Regions from separate parts of the Mus musculus genome. Here all the other regions are linked to region 4. A link is a contact called in public HiChIP or PLAC-seq and promoter capture Hi-C data. All regions are on one chromosome and are shown on one strand. Each heading gives the region's core, a stretch centred on a gene start, on an enhancer-like site or on the middle of the called end of the contact. The rest is flanking DNA. Distances are from core to core; before and after follow the strand shown.

Region 1 (3,411 bases), core at 559-3,058, 410 kb after region 4:
AACTCAACGGCCAGAAAGTAAGGGATCCGATTTCAACTGGGCAGTAGAGGCATGCGTGCACCTTTAATCCCAGCACTTGAGAAGCAGGGGCAGGTGGATCGTTATGAGTTCAAGGCCAGCCTGGTCTACAGAGCTAGTTCCAGGACAGCCAGGGCAACACAGAGAAAACCTAGAACAAGACAAACAAAACTGGGGAAAGGACCTGAATAGTCACTCCTTTCAAACACATGCATACATTACCAACGGGTAATGAGAAAGGAGCTTGACCCCAGAATCATCAGAGAAGTGCAAGTTGAACCTCTTAGGACAGGGCATAGAACTGCATGCCTTTAATCCAGCATTTGAGAGGCAGAGGCAGGAGGACCTGGTCACATAGGAAGCTCCAGCCTGGCTAGTCCTACAAAGAGAGACCCCTGTTTCAAAACCCAAACCCAAACAAACAGAGCCTCAGGAGAGCCTCTCACACTTGTGGGAACTAAATCATTTATCTATGTACTACCCAATTATTTTTTATCATCATTATCGTGGACTAATTACATTCTTCCAAATTTTCCTCATTTATCTTCCAAAATTCTTTTTTTTTTGTTTTTGGTTTTTCGAGACAGGGTTTCTCTGTGTAGTCCTGGCTGTCCTGGCACTCACTTTGTAGACCAGGCTGGCCTCGAACTCAGAAATCCACCTGCCTCTGCCTCCGAGTGCTGGGGTTAAAGACATGCGCCACCACGCCCGGCCCAAAATTCTTATGTTGAAGTTCTGACCCCATTAAAAAGGCAATTAAGGCCAGATGAGGTCACATGGATTGGTCCATCTTTGTCACTACCAAAACTAGGTACACTACCTCCAGCTCCCTAGGCTCAGCCTCCAGCACCTCAAAGGCAGTAACACACGAAACTAGGAAGAAAGACCACACCAGAAACGAACCCTGACAGCACCTCGCTATTGGCCTTCTCCATCCTAAAGTATGGGAAGATAACTGTTGTTCAGGTCACTCAGTTTGTGGGGTGTCTTCATGGTGGCCTCTACTGTTCTCCCACTGTCTAACACAGGGTCTTTCAACCCCACTGCCATTTGAAGCAGGATACTTCTTGGGATGCAGGGAGGCTGTTTGGCAGCATCCCTGAACTCCACCCACCACATGCCAGCAGCCATGACCCCTTCATCTTTTGTTTTGACAAAAGTATCCAGGCACTGTTGCTGACCCCTGAGAATCAAAATAACCTCCAGTTGGTTAGTTGTTAATCTAATGTAAGCTGTTTAAAGTGATCACGCTTACATCTCAGCACTTAAGGGTCTAAGAGTAGAAGTATTACTCATAATGAACTTCTCACAAAAACAATACTTTTAAATGAGTTTTAAAATGTGTTGGAGAGTAAGCATGTTTCATTCAAATAAGGAATAATTACATCTTATTAGGTGAAACCATAGTAGTTTTGCCCCTCCCCATTTTAATTTGTCAAACCTAAGTACGGTGTAACAGAGGCAAGCCATCCTGCATCTGCTAGGCATACAGACCGATGGTACACAGCTGCAGTGTCCACTCAGTAACTGACGTCTCAGACTGCCAGGAAGCCTGTGAGCCACCAGCTTCTGCTACCCCGGCTATCCCCTAACTGTTAAGACTGAATGCTTATAAACCCGTCACGTAAGGGTGACTCTGCCCTCCCTGACAGGGAATCCAGTGTCCTATGGTTCTCGCTTTAGACTATGGAGACTGGAGGGGAACAATCTCCCACTGCATAACTGCACACTCCTCCCTCCCCAAGTTAATAAGTCAGTGTACAGCAGAGCGATAAAGTGCCTATCAGCTGGCTGGAGCCGTGGCTCAGTCCCCACACCCACACGGTGACTCACAATCTTCCTTGCAACTCCAGTTCCAGGGATCCAATGCCCTCTTACAGTCTCAGAGGGCACCAGGAACACACACCACGCAAAGACACACATGCAAGCAATCACCCATACACATAAGATAAAATAAATATTATTTTAAAATCCCAAAAGACATGCTAGAAGGGTGATTGACTGGAAGAGAAGGTAAGCAGTAGGGAGTGAATGTGATACAAACACAATAATGAAGCTCACTACTATGTAATTAATAAATGCTAACAAAAGACATTAAAAAAAAATGTGGTGGCTGGTTCCAAGGAACTATAATTGAGGTTGTGCTCTGATTCTCACATGTATACAGACACAGGTGCACATGCACACACATGTCTGTACACACTTGAACATGTATAGCAATCATTCAATAATTCAACTTAACAAGTCAATGAAAGGGAAAAGAGCTCATGAGCCGTTACCTTGCTGTTCTTGACAGCGATTGGATAGTTCATGCCTGGCAGAGAGGAAAAAAGAATTAGTGAAACTTTTATTTGGGCAAAAGAAAGCTGTCGTTATTTAAAATATTATACCAGTGACAAATTTAAGTGATTGTCTTAATTGTATTTTAATTTTCATTCTGAAACTTTTTACCAAGTGAAAAGACTAAAGCAGTTCATATTTGACAAAATATAAAATGCTGAAAGTTTTACGGTGGATTTTTTGTTTGTTTGTTTATCTTTTCAAAACAGGGTTTCTCTGTATAGCCCTGGCTGTCCTGGAACTCACTTTGTAGACCAGGCTGGCCTGGAACTCAGAAACCCACCTGCCTCTGCCTCCCACGTGCTGGGATTAAAGGCGTATGCCACTACTGCCCAGCTTTAGGGTGGATTTTTAAAATTCATTTAACTAACACACATTCTCTAGCTTACCTTAGCATAAACCCCCCGTACTTCAAAAATACCATGCTCTGCATGTACAGAAATACCATCATAAATGAATTTATTTTGGCCCACAGAACTATAAAGCATGGGGTGTTAAACACTCGGCAACCTTTGAGTCCAGGTGTTGGTAACCCAACTCTGCAGTCTGGGCTGTTCAGAGAAGCAAAAGTTTTCCCAACACAAAAAATTCCAACGATGAACTGACCATTTATCACATTTGCTCATACTTATTGATGAGGTATTACCACCCGGTAAAGCATACCTACCAAAAAAGAAAGATTATTATCTACCTATATGGTGAAGCTGATTTATTCTGCTCCCCACTTACAACAATGTAGTACATTTGTTCATCATCCTAGCGTGCAGAAGGATGCTGGGCAAGTGGCTCACACAATCCAGACTCCTTTAAAACCTGCTGAGGAAGAACTGAATTCTCCCTCATATCCCCTCTCATCAAACGGAAGGCTTGTAGGCCTCTCACTCGACTAAAAAAGAAGACTACGCATCCCAAAGCAGAATAAAGCAGCTTCAGCTACAGTCTAACTGGGGCACGGGAGGTCAGACTCAGAATGGCTGAGTCTTTTTATGATACTGGTCTGCCATTTGAAATTTGAGTGTGTTCAAAGACAGCTAACCACTTACTATTCCCTAA
Region 2 (3,143 bases), core at 587-3,086, 260 kb after region 4:
GAGGGACTGTTTAACAGGTCCCCATGGTTCACGACCTTGATATCCACCATTATGGGCCCCTTGATAATACTCTTATTAATCCTACTCTTCGGACCCTGTATTCTCAACCGCTTGGTCCAGTTTGTAAAAGACAGAATTTCGGTGGTGCAGGCCCTGGTTCTGACCCAACAGTATCACCAACTCAAATCAATAGGTCCAGAAGAAGTGGAATCACGTGAATAAAAGATTTTATTCAGTTTCCAGAAAGAGGGGGGAATGAAAGACCCCACCATAAGGCTTAGCAAGCTAGCTGCAGTAACGCCATTTTGCAAGGCATGAAAAAGTACCAGAGCTGGGTTCTCAAAAGTTACAAGGAAGTTCAGTTATAGATTAACAGTTAAAGATCAAGGCTGAATAGCACTGGGACAGGGGCCGAACAGGATATCGGTGGTCAAGCACCTGGGCCCCGGCTCAGGGCCAAGAACAGATGGTTCTCAGATAAAGCGGAACCAGCAACAGACACAGAAGCCCCGATAGACGTCAGTGTTAGCAGAACTAGCTTCACTGATTTAGAAAAATAGAGGTGCACAGTGCTCTGGTCACTCCTTGAACCTGTGTGTCTGCCAATGTTCTGACCAGATATGTGCCCATTGCTGAACCTTCATTAGACTCTTTCCTTGTACCCCTCCCCTACCCATTTCTTGAAAATAGACATTGTTTAGATCTAAAAAGTCCCACCTCAGTTTCCCCAAATGACCGGGAAGTACCCCAAACCTTATTCGAACTAACCAACCAGCTCGCTTCTCGCTTCTGTAACCGCGCTTTTTGCTCCCCAGCCCTAGCCCTATAAAAAGGGTAAAAACTCCACACTCGGCGCGCCAGTCCTCCGATAGACTGAGTCGCCCGGGTACCCGTGTTCCCAATAAAGCCTCTTGCTGTTTACATCCGAATCGTGGACTCGCTGATCCTTGGGAGGGTCTCCTCAGATTGATTGACTGCCCACCAGGGGGGTCTTTCAAGACCAGGCTGGCCTTGAACTCAGAAATCTGCCTGCCTTTGCCTCCCAAGTGCTGGGATCAAAGGTGTGTGCCACCACTGTCCAGCTTAAGGATTCAATTTCTAAACAAGGTCATGCTTACAGTTTCACTTCAGGAATCAGGACTTAAACATCAGCTCCACCATTGTCAGCTGCCTCTGCCCATGGGCTTGGAAGACCGAGCAGAAAATCGGGGGTCTTTCAGCGTCTCTGGGCCACACTGCTCTAAGAACAGTCTTATGTCACGCATTAAAATCCCGTGTGTCCCATATAGCCCACAGTGTAGACTGTCTTCACAGAATTCTGTCAGAGCAATCTCTCTCCTTTTGCTCTTTTAAGCCTGGGAATCTCTGTGCTGTTTGACTTAGTGGGGGAGGGGACAAGGATCAGGAATTATGTGACCTGCCCACACTCCTGGAACTTCAAGTCCTGGAGGCTGGAGGAGGCAGGAATCCAGCCTGGACTCTGCAGCATACCACACCAATCAGGACCTTTGATCTGTTTATGCCAGCACCCCACGAATCCAGGCCTACTGTTTTCTCCACGGTCTGCTCCCTCAGCCTGCCAGCTAGCCTGTCTACTCTTTGTGTTCCAGTTTGCTTGCGTTCAACTTCATGTTTCCTTTATTTCTCCCATGGGGCCTAGTTTAGAGCCAAGCTTGGGTAGACCGCTGGGCACATTTTGTTGATAGAGTAACCTGGGTCTGACTCAATAGGAGATTCAGTTTCTAGCATGGAAGCAGGAGTTTTAACAAGGCCGGGCATCCACTGCCAATATGTGCTGTGAAAGGACACAGTAAAGTCATACCACATGTGGACAAGTTAATAATGTGGTTGAGTTTGTGCCGTCCTTGGAAATAAAGGGCAAGGCCAGAACTTACATCATGGTGAGTTCAGGGCTAATCTGCAAAGCTTGTCACAGCTGACAGCTTTAATTTTCTCCTGCTATGTCTGCAGCCAGCAGTGTTTCTCCACCACTATATGACTTAGCACTAATTAAGCCCTCCAGCCTATGTGGGAATCTGTGAAATGCATGAAGCAGAGGAACAGCTGAAATCTCAAAAGGCTTGGGTGGAGAAGTCGCTTTAGCTTATGCTGAGCCTAGAACACACACCCCGAGATGCATTTAGAGGGAAGGTGGCTTTTGTAAGGCTGAGTTCTACTTGTTTATCTGAAACAGCATGGAGAGACAGCTCAATGGTTAAGATTAGAGGTTCAATTCCCAGCACCTACGTGGCAGCTCACAACCATCTGTAACTCCCGTTCCAGAGAATTTGATGTCCTCTTCTGGCCTCCACAGGCACGAGGGGCTGGAGTGCTAGCTGGTGCTGATAAATACAGAAAATGCCTTACATGGTGACCATCTCCGAGGCCCCGGCAGGAAAAGGTCACATGATTTTCTCCTTCTCTGTCATGAACATGTCAACCCAAGGAAATCAGATTTCATACTCCCTCTCACCACAGTTTAAAACATTTTAATTGGTTTGTACATTCATTCAGTAGATTTGTTATCTTCTGACTTCCCGGTCAATGGTGGTTTGAATAAGAACAGCCTCCAGCTGGGCAGTGGTGGCTCACACCTTTAATCCCAGCACTTGGGAGGCAGAGGCAGGCGAATTTCTGAGTTCAAGGCCAGCCTGGTCTACAGAGTCAGTTCCAGAACAGCCAGGGCTACACAGAGAAACCCTGTCTCAAAAAACCAAAACAACAACAACAACAAAAAACCCAGCCTACATATGTCATAGATTTGAATGCTTAGCCATCAGGGAGTGGCACTACTTAGAAAGATTAGGAGGTGCAGCCTTGTTGGAAGAAGTGTCCCTGGGTTTAAGGTTTCAGGTACTCAAGCCAAGCCTAGTGTCACTCTCTCTACTGCCTGTGGATCCAGATGTCAGACTCTCAGCGTCCTCTCCAGCACCATGTCTGCCTGTGTGCTAGTATGCTTCCCATGATGATGATGATGGACTAAGCCTTTAAGACTGTAAACCAGCCCCAATTAAATGCTTTCCTTTATAAGAACTGCCATGGTGCCTCTTCATAGCAATGAAAACCCTAAGGCACTGTCAGACCACACAGCAAAGCTATATGCTATGTGAAGATCTGGTCAGATAGGAAGGTAGCAAGATCCA
Region 3 (3,371 bases), core at 236-2,735, 350 kb after region 4:
GTGGGTTCTCGGGGTTGCTGCTGTTTTATCATTCTGAAACAGAGTACTAACACTCAGCCTGAAGTTAGCTGAGACCTGGCTGTGGACAATAGGTTGTCCTTACTTGCAGCAATCCTCCTGTCTATGGCCCCTGAGTGCTCATATTACAGGTGTGCACCATCATACCCAGTTTTTGGCTGGCTCTTTAAGTACATCCTGCTCTTGAAGTGGACACAAGGTAAAACAAGAAAAGTGGTATGTTTTAAACCTAGATGGAAGTCTTTAATTTGTTTAAAATCCTATTCTTTAGCCAGACAATGGTGGCTCATGCCTTTAATCCCAGCACTTGGGAGGCAGAGGCAGGCGGATCTCTGAGTTCGAGGCCAGCCTGGTCTACAAAGTGAGTTCCAGGAACAGCCAGGGCTACACAGAGAAACCCTGTCTCGAAAAACCAAAACCAACCAAACAAACAAAATCTTAATCTTTTTAGATATTTTTATTGGGCAATTTAAGTTTCTCAAACTTATCTATACTTTCAAAAGCTGGATAGGATAACTAAAATGAATTCGAGAATTTGATTTTTTAAAGTATCTTGATTGTGATAACTTTAGAAACAATATGAAAATTTCTGTGGTTAAATTTGAGTTATGCTGATAAATGTTTAAATCTATAGCATGAGTTGAAGAAATCAAAACCAAAGAGTATCTCAGTTAGAAAAGTCCTAAGGAATTCAGATGTCTGCCACCTGGAGTAAGCAGGGTGACAACGGACGGAAAAAGTTAAACTCAAACTGTCACTGAGGGCAGGTAACATCAAGGAGCGGCCATGTGGTAGTCAGTCACTACCATCCCTCAGGGACTGTTCCTGTCAGCTGTACTTTACTCTCAAAATCACTCAGAATGCGATGGGGTACTTCATACTATTCTTCTACCTTTTCTATCAGCTTAAGTCACTTTCAAAGTAATAAAAAGTATGTAAGCTTGATCTTAGAAGTCAATATAAAAATGACAAATTTCTACAATGAAATGAAAGTGGAAAAACTCAGTTTTTAAATTACAGAGTAATAGATCTCAACTACAGTTAAAAAAATAGTTTTTCCAAATAATACTGCAGCTTGGGAGTCTAACTCAGGCTATTTAAAGCTCTGCAAACACCAGTGTTCTCTAAAACTTCCTAGTGAGTCTCACGTGCAGCCAAGGCTGACAACCCCCAGTGTGTACTGGGCCAGGTGCTGATTACTGCCTCTGTACCCTGGATCCACTGGTACACTGTTTACGTCACACTGTCCTGAGTTCCTTGTCTGCGACATTCCATCTCCCACTAGCACACACACCCTTAACATGGGGGCTTCTGCTATCTTCCCCAGTGCTGTGCTTCCCTTGTTCAGGACCAAGCTCTTCCAACGGTGCTCAGAAGATGAGAAATAGGAGGAGGACAAAGAGCAAGGGAAGGAAGAGGAAGGAGGAACGGAAGACTGCCTGTTCCTCAAGCAGCCCTTAGGAACAGGAAGGATGACTCTGTAATCAGAAGAACGGCAACAGAGTAATCAGAGGGCAGGAGCTTTGTTCTGAGCGGTGCCCAGGTCCTACCAAACTGTCTTAAGATAGCAAAGCATGGTCTTCAAAGTTACTAATACTTAAAACTCCAGAAACAGCTCTGTGTGTTCCCTTTGTAAAAATAAAAGACTCGGGCATGTGTAATGGCTCATGTCTAGAAATCCCAGCCCTCCAGAGGCAGGAGGAGCTCATGACTGACACCAGACTAGGCAGCCTGAGTTATATAGTGATACCCTGTCATTAAAAAGCAGGAAAGGGAAATAACTGAATAAAATAAACATTACTTAAAACTACCTTTCACCAACTGATTGGATAGATCCCGACACCTCAACCCTCCTGTATACAAAGCCTCCTGATGGAAACGGAGAACTCTCCTCCCTGCCATGATGCTCAACTCTAGAAATTCCAGATTCTGCAAAACCAGTAATTTTCTGTCTTCCAGCATCAGGAATTACAAAAGTTACTAATATACTGCATGGCATGAATATACACCCCTTCAAGCCCAATAACTGGGAGGCAAAGGCAGGGGAACTTCTATGAATTCAAGATCAGCCTGGCCTACGAAACAAGTTTCAGGCCTGCTGGGGATGCATACTGAGACAATGGCTTTAAAACAAAAAGCAATAACTGGGGCTGGAGAGATGGCTCAGTGGTTAGGAACACTGACTGTTCTTCCAGAGGTCCTGAGTTCAACTCCCAGCACCCACATGGTGGCTCACAACCATCTGTAAAGTGATCAGGTGCCCTCTTCTGGTATGTCTGAAGTCAGCTACAGTGTACTTATATACATACATATACATAAATAATCCTTAAAAACAAAAAGGAGAAGAAAGAAAGGGAGCCCTCCATTAAAAAAAAAAAAGCAATAAGCTAGTTTCTTCATGTACTGAAAACCTGAGGCCCAGTGTGATGGTGCGTGCTGATGGTGCATGCTGATGGTGCATGCTGATGGTGCATGCTGATGGTGCATGCTGATGGTGCGTGCTGATGGTTGTAGCATATTAGAGCCTAAATCAGAAGGATTTTAAGGGTGGTCTCAGCTATACAGTGAGTTCAAGGCCAAGCTGGGCTACTCAGTGAAATGTGTCTCAAATAAGCAGAGCAAGGGAGATGCCTGAGCAAGTAAAGATGTGTGTTACCAAGCCTGGTCCCCTGATCCCTGGTGGATGGAGACAGGATGCCTGAGAGGTGTCACCAGCTTCCACAGGTGCACTGTGTGCGTGTGTAAAAACAATTCCCAAATAAATAGCATGGATAAATGTAAAGAAACCGAAGGCAGAGCTCAGTGGCAAAGCGCCTGTCAGGCACATGCAGAGCCCTGGTTCTGATTCCTAGACCACAGAAGGGACTATTTATATCATGTTTCTAGTACTAGCTTTTACTCTATGTGAAATGTGGGAATTTAAAATATAAAAGTCCTGATAACCTTAAAAAAAGAAACTACCTTCATCACCGCTAATTTTAAGAGAAAAACTAAGCCGGGGTGGTGTCGCACGCCTTTAATCCCAGCACTCAGGAGGCAGAGGCAGGCGGATTTCTGAGTTTGAGGCCAGCCTGGTCTACAAAGTGAGTTCCAGGACAGCCAGGGCAGCCTGGTCTATAAAGTGAGTTCCAGGACAGCCAGGGCTACACAGAGAAATCCTGTCTTGAAAAAAGAAAAAAGAAAAAGAAAAGAAAAACTAATGGCATATAGAGTCACTACTTTTTAACACTTACCTTATCTGCACACATGGACACTTTAATGTCTTGCTGAGATATTTCATAATGCCGGATATTAAAAACATAATTACCAGCCAATTTCAAAATATCTGCTGAGATATACTCCAATACAGCCAC
Region 4 (2,969 bases), core at 241-2,740:
TGGGTGCTTCCTTCTACAAACTAACTTTACCTTCATCATTTGAGATTAAAGTGTGTGCTAAGGGTGTGTCTGTATTCCAATCAGAGTAGCCATGTTGCTGGATAAAAATCCTTCTACAATGGCCCAGGACTATTTGTAACTATTGATAGTCTCATGGAGTGACAGAAGTCTAGTCTCTTGAGGACAAGGGACAGCAGTGGCTCTGTGGTGTAGATTACCTTCATCTGGCTTCTGTGGCAAGATTCTCTGGGATGCTAACTGTTCTTGTTAACTGAAGTGTATCCGTCCAGAACATGGGTTTTGTGCTTAAAAGCTCACTCTGAGAAAGGCTCGTTGCTACACTGGGATCCCAAACTAATAAAGACTTTCTATTGCCTTAAGTTCATGTCTGAGCTGTCCTCTCTAGTGGCTATCCCCACAACACCATCAAATTTTTCTTGCAAACAATAATCACGAGGCAGTAAAATGTGTCCAAGTGCAGCTCATCTGGAATAAGGCTGATCTGTGGAGGAATATCCACTTGCATGCTCCTGACCCCTAGGGCAAGGTGATTTCCACTGTTGGACGATCAGTTGCTCACCACAAACCTCAGCTTAGTGCAAATTGGTCATTCACATTACAGCAGATTTGCAGTGTGAGAGGTTGTGGCCAACAGTGAGAGATGTCTTCTACCCGCCAAACATGAAACTGATGCTAGATTTTCTTCTCCAGTGTCATCCAGCACGAAGTGGCTGGTGGAAACGCTGCCAATCTCTTTTTGACAGTATACACCCTGGGCAGCAGCAGGAAGGCCATTTCTCTCTCTGACTGTCTCTTGCAATGGCAGTGAGGAAGGCCCCCCTCAGCACAGCACCAAGGGCACTGGACATCTCTTGCATGGCAAAATTGCCCCAGGGAGACCTGGATGAATCTGGTCAAGAAACAGAATCTGCCTGGTGGAGCACACCTTTTATCCCAGCGCTTTAATCTCAAACCCCAGACCCTTAACTCTTGTGTTTCAGCAAGTACATCTCCAGCAACTGGTGAGAGTTTCAAAGAGAAAAGCTTTTTTTGGTCGTTTTTGTTAAGTGTGTATTTTGCTCAGTATATATTTAGCAGTCCCAAAACGAAGAGAGGGAGAAAGAAAAAAAAAAAAGACAAGATGAGCAGCACGGAGAGCCACCATTTAAATGAGGAGCCTGAAGTGTTTTCCAGACCAGCCTTATTTTATGGGCGAGGAATTGGGTTTAAATAATTCGTAATTTTCATTTGGCCTCTTAGAAGCCCAGATTGTGAGTCTGGGATTCGCATTCTTTCCCCAAGGGTGGGTTGTTATGGTTTAGGAACTATCCAGGCCAGAGCACCCTGAGGCGGGAGGACGGATGTTGGGAGGACTCAGATGCCCAAGGGCCCGACTGGGAGGACTACACAGCAGTAGGACAGCACTGCGGTGGGACCGGACGACGGGAGGCTCAGCAGCGCAGGGGGCGAGAGCGCTTCCGGAGCGTGGGGACAGTGTCCGCTGCGGACGACTTCCGGCGGCGGCATAAACAAGGCCCCGGCGGCCGGAGGCGGGGCGGGCTGCGAGTGCGAGCCCCGTCGGCCGCTCTCCCGCTCTGAGCCAGGACCCGGCCGCGGCGCGGTCCCCGCGAGACCCGCAGCCGCTGTCGGCGCGCGCCCCAGCGCTCGTCCCGGAGGCGGAGGCGTAGCGCAGGACAGGCGGGTCGTCAGCGCTGGCTGCGCGCCGCGGTCCACCGCTCCGCTTTCCTTTGTCTCCCGTCTGCGGGGCCGGAGCGGTCTCGGTGGCCAGCGGTGCAGCCTCAAGATGGCTGATGGCAACGAGGATGCTCGAGCGGAGGATCTGCCGGGCCCGGCCTTCGAGAACTACGAGGCCATGGAGCTGGCCTGCCCGGCTGAACGCAGCGGCCACGTCGCTGTCAGCGATGGGCGCCACATGTTCGTCTGGGGCGGCTACAAGGTCAGTAGGGCGGAGTGGGCACGATCGCCGCCGCGGCTCTTGCTCATTCAGGAGAGCATCTTCCCGCCCTGCCCTGGTGGATTCGGGGATCCTGGGCTATTGTCACCGCTCTCTTGAACTTATGAGTCAGCCTATCCCACGCACCCCCTACGCATTGTCTTTGGAGTGAGCGGAGCGAGGTTCTGTTATTGTGGGTCGCGTAGCGGGTGACTGTGGCCCGAGGTACGGAAAAGGGTGGGGGCGAGGGTGTGTGAGAATCACTCATATACCTTTGGGCCCGGTCGCCCGGAGCTGGGGCCATTTAGCCGACAGACACTATATTCAACAATATTGTCACTGTGTGAACCAAGGCCACAGGAATCGCTTGCTCAACCTCCCCGAAGGTGTAACGGTGTCATCAACACCTGTGCAGATGCCCCCACCTATCTATTGTTTGAACGCAGGGCCATTTTTCTTAACTGGTCTCAGCTGAGAAAGGATTGCTCCTCAGTAGGCCTTACTGCGGATTTTAAAGGAAAAAATAGCCAGTGAATCCCCAGCAGCGTATGTAATTGGAGTGCAGGCCTTTGGACTTTGTGACCAAGTATCTTTTTAGTCATTTGCATTGTTTTATACCGCGAGCTGGGGAATACTGCTCAGTTACCTCCTTAAACCGCTGCTCACTGGTTCTTCTGTACTGGTTTTAGAATTCCATGATACACTCACTCTAGTTCTTGGATTTCATGTGGTGCACACTCATTTGAGCCATTTGACCTAAAACTATTTTAGTGTTAAAATGACGCCCCCCCACCCCCCTTGGGAAGTCCAGTTCTCTGCGCCTGTGGTTTGCTTAAGGACTCTAATAGCTTATAGTACTGACGACCTGATCATAGGTGGCCATTTTGAGACAACTGTCCCATACCTTGTCGGTTTAACCATTAGTTATTTTGCCAGCGTGAATTAATGCATTCTGTTGTCCCTGGCTTCCAGGAATCAGGTATTTAGAGGTCGATGTCGAGAATTCTAGAGATTA

What was found. Promoter capture Hi-C pulls out the DNA fragments that hold promoters and counts their contacts. HiChIP or PLAC-seq counts read pairs in DNA pulled down with a chosen protein or histone mark.
Region 1: a contact with region 4 is called in an H3K27ac HiChIP or PLAC-seq map of extraembryonic endoderm stem cells, with 5 times the contacts expected there. The contact joins the enhancer-like site here to the promoter of Klhdc2 in region 4. A contact is called at or near these places in 12 of 39 promoter capture datasets (3T3-L1-derived adipocytes, the C10 cell line, the HPC-7 cell line and 8 more), 1 of 484 Hi-C or Micro-C datasets (bone marrow-derived macrophages), 8 of 115 datasets of contacts at active chromatin or transcription factors (the 230-238 cell line, bone marrow-derived macrophages, embryonic limb bud and 4 more) and 5 of 9 other capture datasets (adipose tissue, embryonic stem cells, liver and 2 more).
Region 2: a promoter capture Hi-C map of the C10 cell line shows a contact between it and region 4. The contact joins the enhancer-like site here to the promoter of Klhdc2 in region 4. A contact is called at or near these places in 10 of 39 promoter capture datasets (the C10 cell line, cranial neural crest, embryonic stem cells and 7 more), 1 of 115 datasets of contacts at active chromatin or transcription factors (embryonic stem cells) and 1 of 9 other capture datasets (adipose tissue).
Region 3: a contact with region 4 is called in an H3K4me3 HiChIP or PLAC-seq map of bone marrow-derived macrophages, with 6 times the contacts expected there. The contact joins the enhancer-like site here to the promoter of Klhdc2 in region 4. A contact is called at or near these places in 13 of 39 promoter capture datasets (the C10 cell line, the HPC-7 cell line, cranial neural crest and 9 more), 1 of 484 Hi-C or Micro-C datasets (bone marrow-derived macrophages), 4 of 115 datasets of contacts at active chromatin or transcription factors (bone marrow-derived macrophages, embryonic stem cells and stem cell-derived neural progenitor cells) and 3 of 9 other capture datasets (adipose tissue, embryonic stem cells and liver).

Annotation. Positions count from the first base shown.
Region 1 is chr12:69,703,468-69,706,878 of GRCm38.p6, forward strand. L2hgdh (L-2-hydroxyglutarate dehydrogenase) reads right to left here. Exons shown (of 10, transcript NM_145443.2): 6 at 2,298-2,332. Among named protein-coding and RNA genes, the nearest start is that of L2hgdh, 20 kb to the right of the region's middle. Within about 2 kb of position 1,809, at least 15 of the 459 cell types and tissues checked have an H3K27ac peak or open chromatin away from gene starts, as enhancers often do. A contact at or near this core is called in extraembryonic endoderm stem cells, where this site is marked.
Region 2 is chr12:69,554,850-69,557,992 of GRCm38.p6, forward strand. No RefSeq gene overlaps it. Among named protein-coding and RNA genes, the nearest start is that of Gm46353, 5.7 kb to the left of the region's middle. Within about 2 kb of position 1,837, at least 65 of the 459 cell types and tissues checked have an H3K27ac peak or open chromatin away from gene starts, as enhancers often do. A contact at or near this core is called in pre-B cells, where this site is marked.
Region 3 is chr12:69,645,201-69,648,571 of GRCm38.p6, forward strand. Sos2 (SOS Ras/Rho guanine nucleotide exchange factor 2) reads right to left here. Exons shown (of 23, transcript NM_001135559.1): 4 at 3,252-3,371. Among named protein-coding and RNA genes, the nearest start is that of Gm31679, 22 kb to the left of the region's middle. Within about 2 kb of position 1,486, at least 28 of the 459 cell types and tissues checked have an H3K27ac peak or open chromatin away from gene starts, as enhancers often do. A contact at or near this core is called in bone marrow-derived macrophages, where this site is marked.
Region 4 is chr12:69,295,191-69,298,159 of GRCm38.p6, forward strand. It overlaps Klhdc2 (kelch domain containing 2), which reads left to right and starts at 1,491. Exons shown (of 13, transcript NM_027117.3): 1 at 1,491-1,957. The coding sequence starts at 1,805.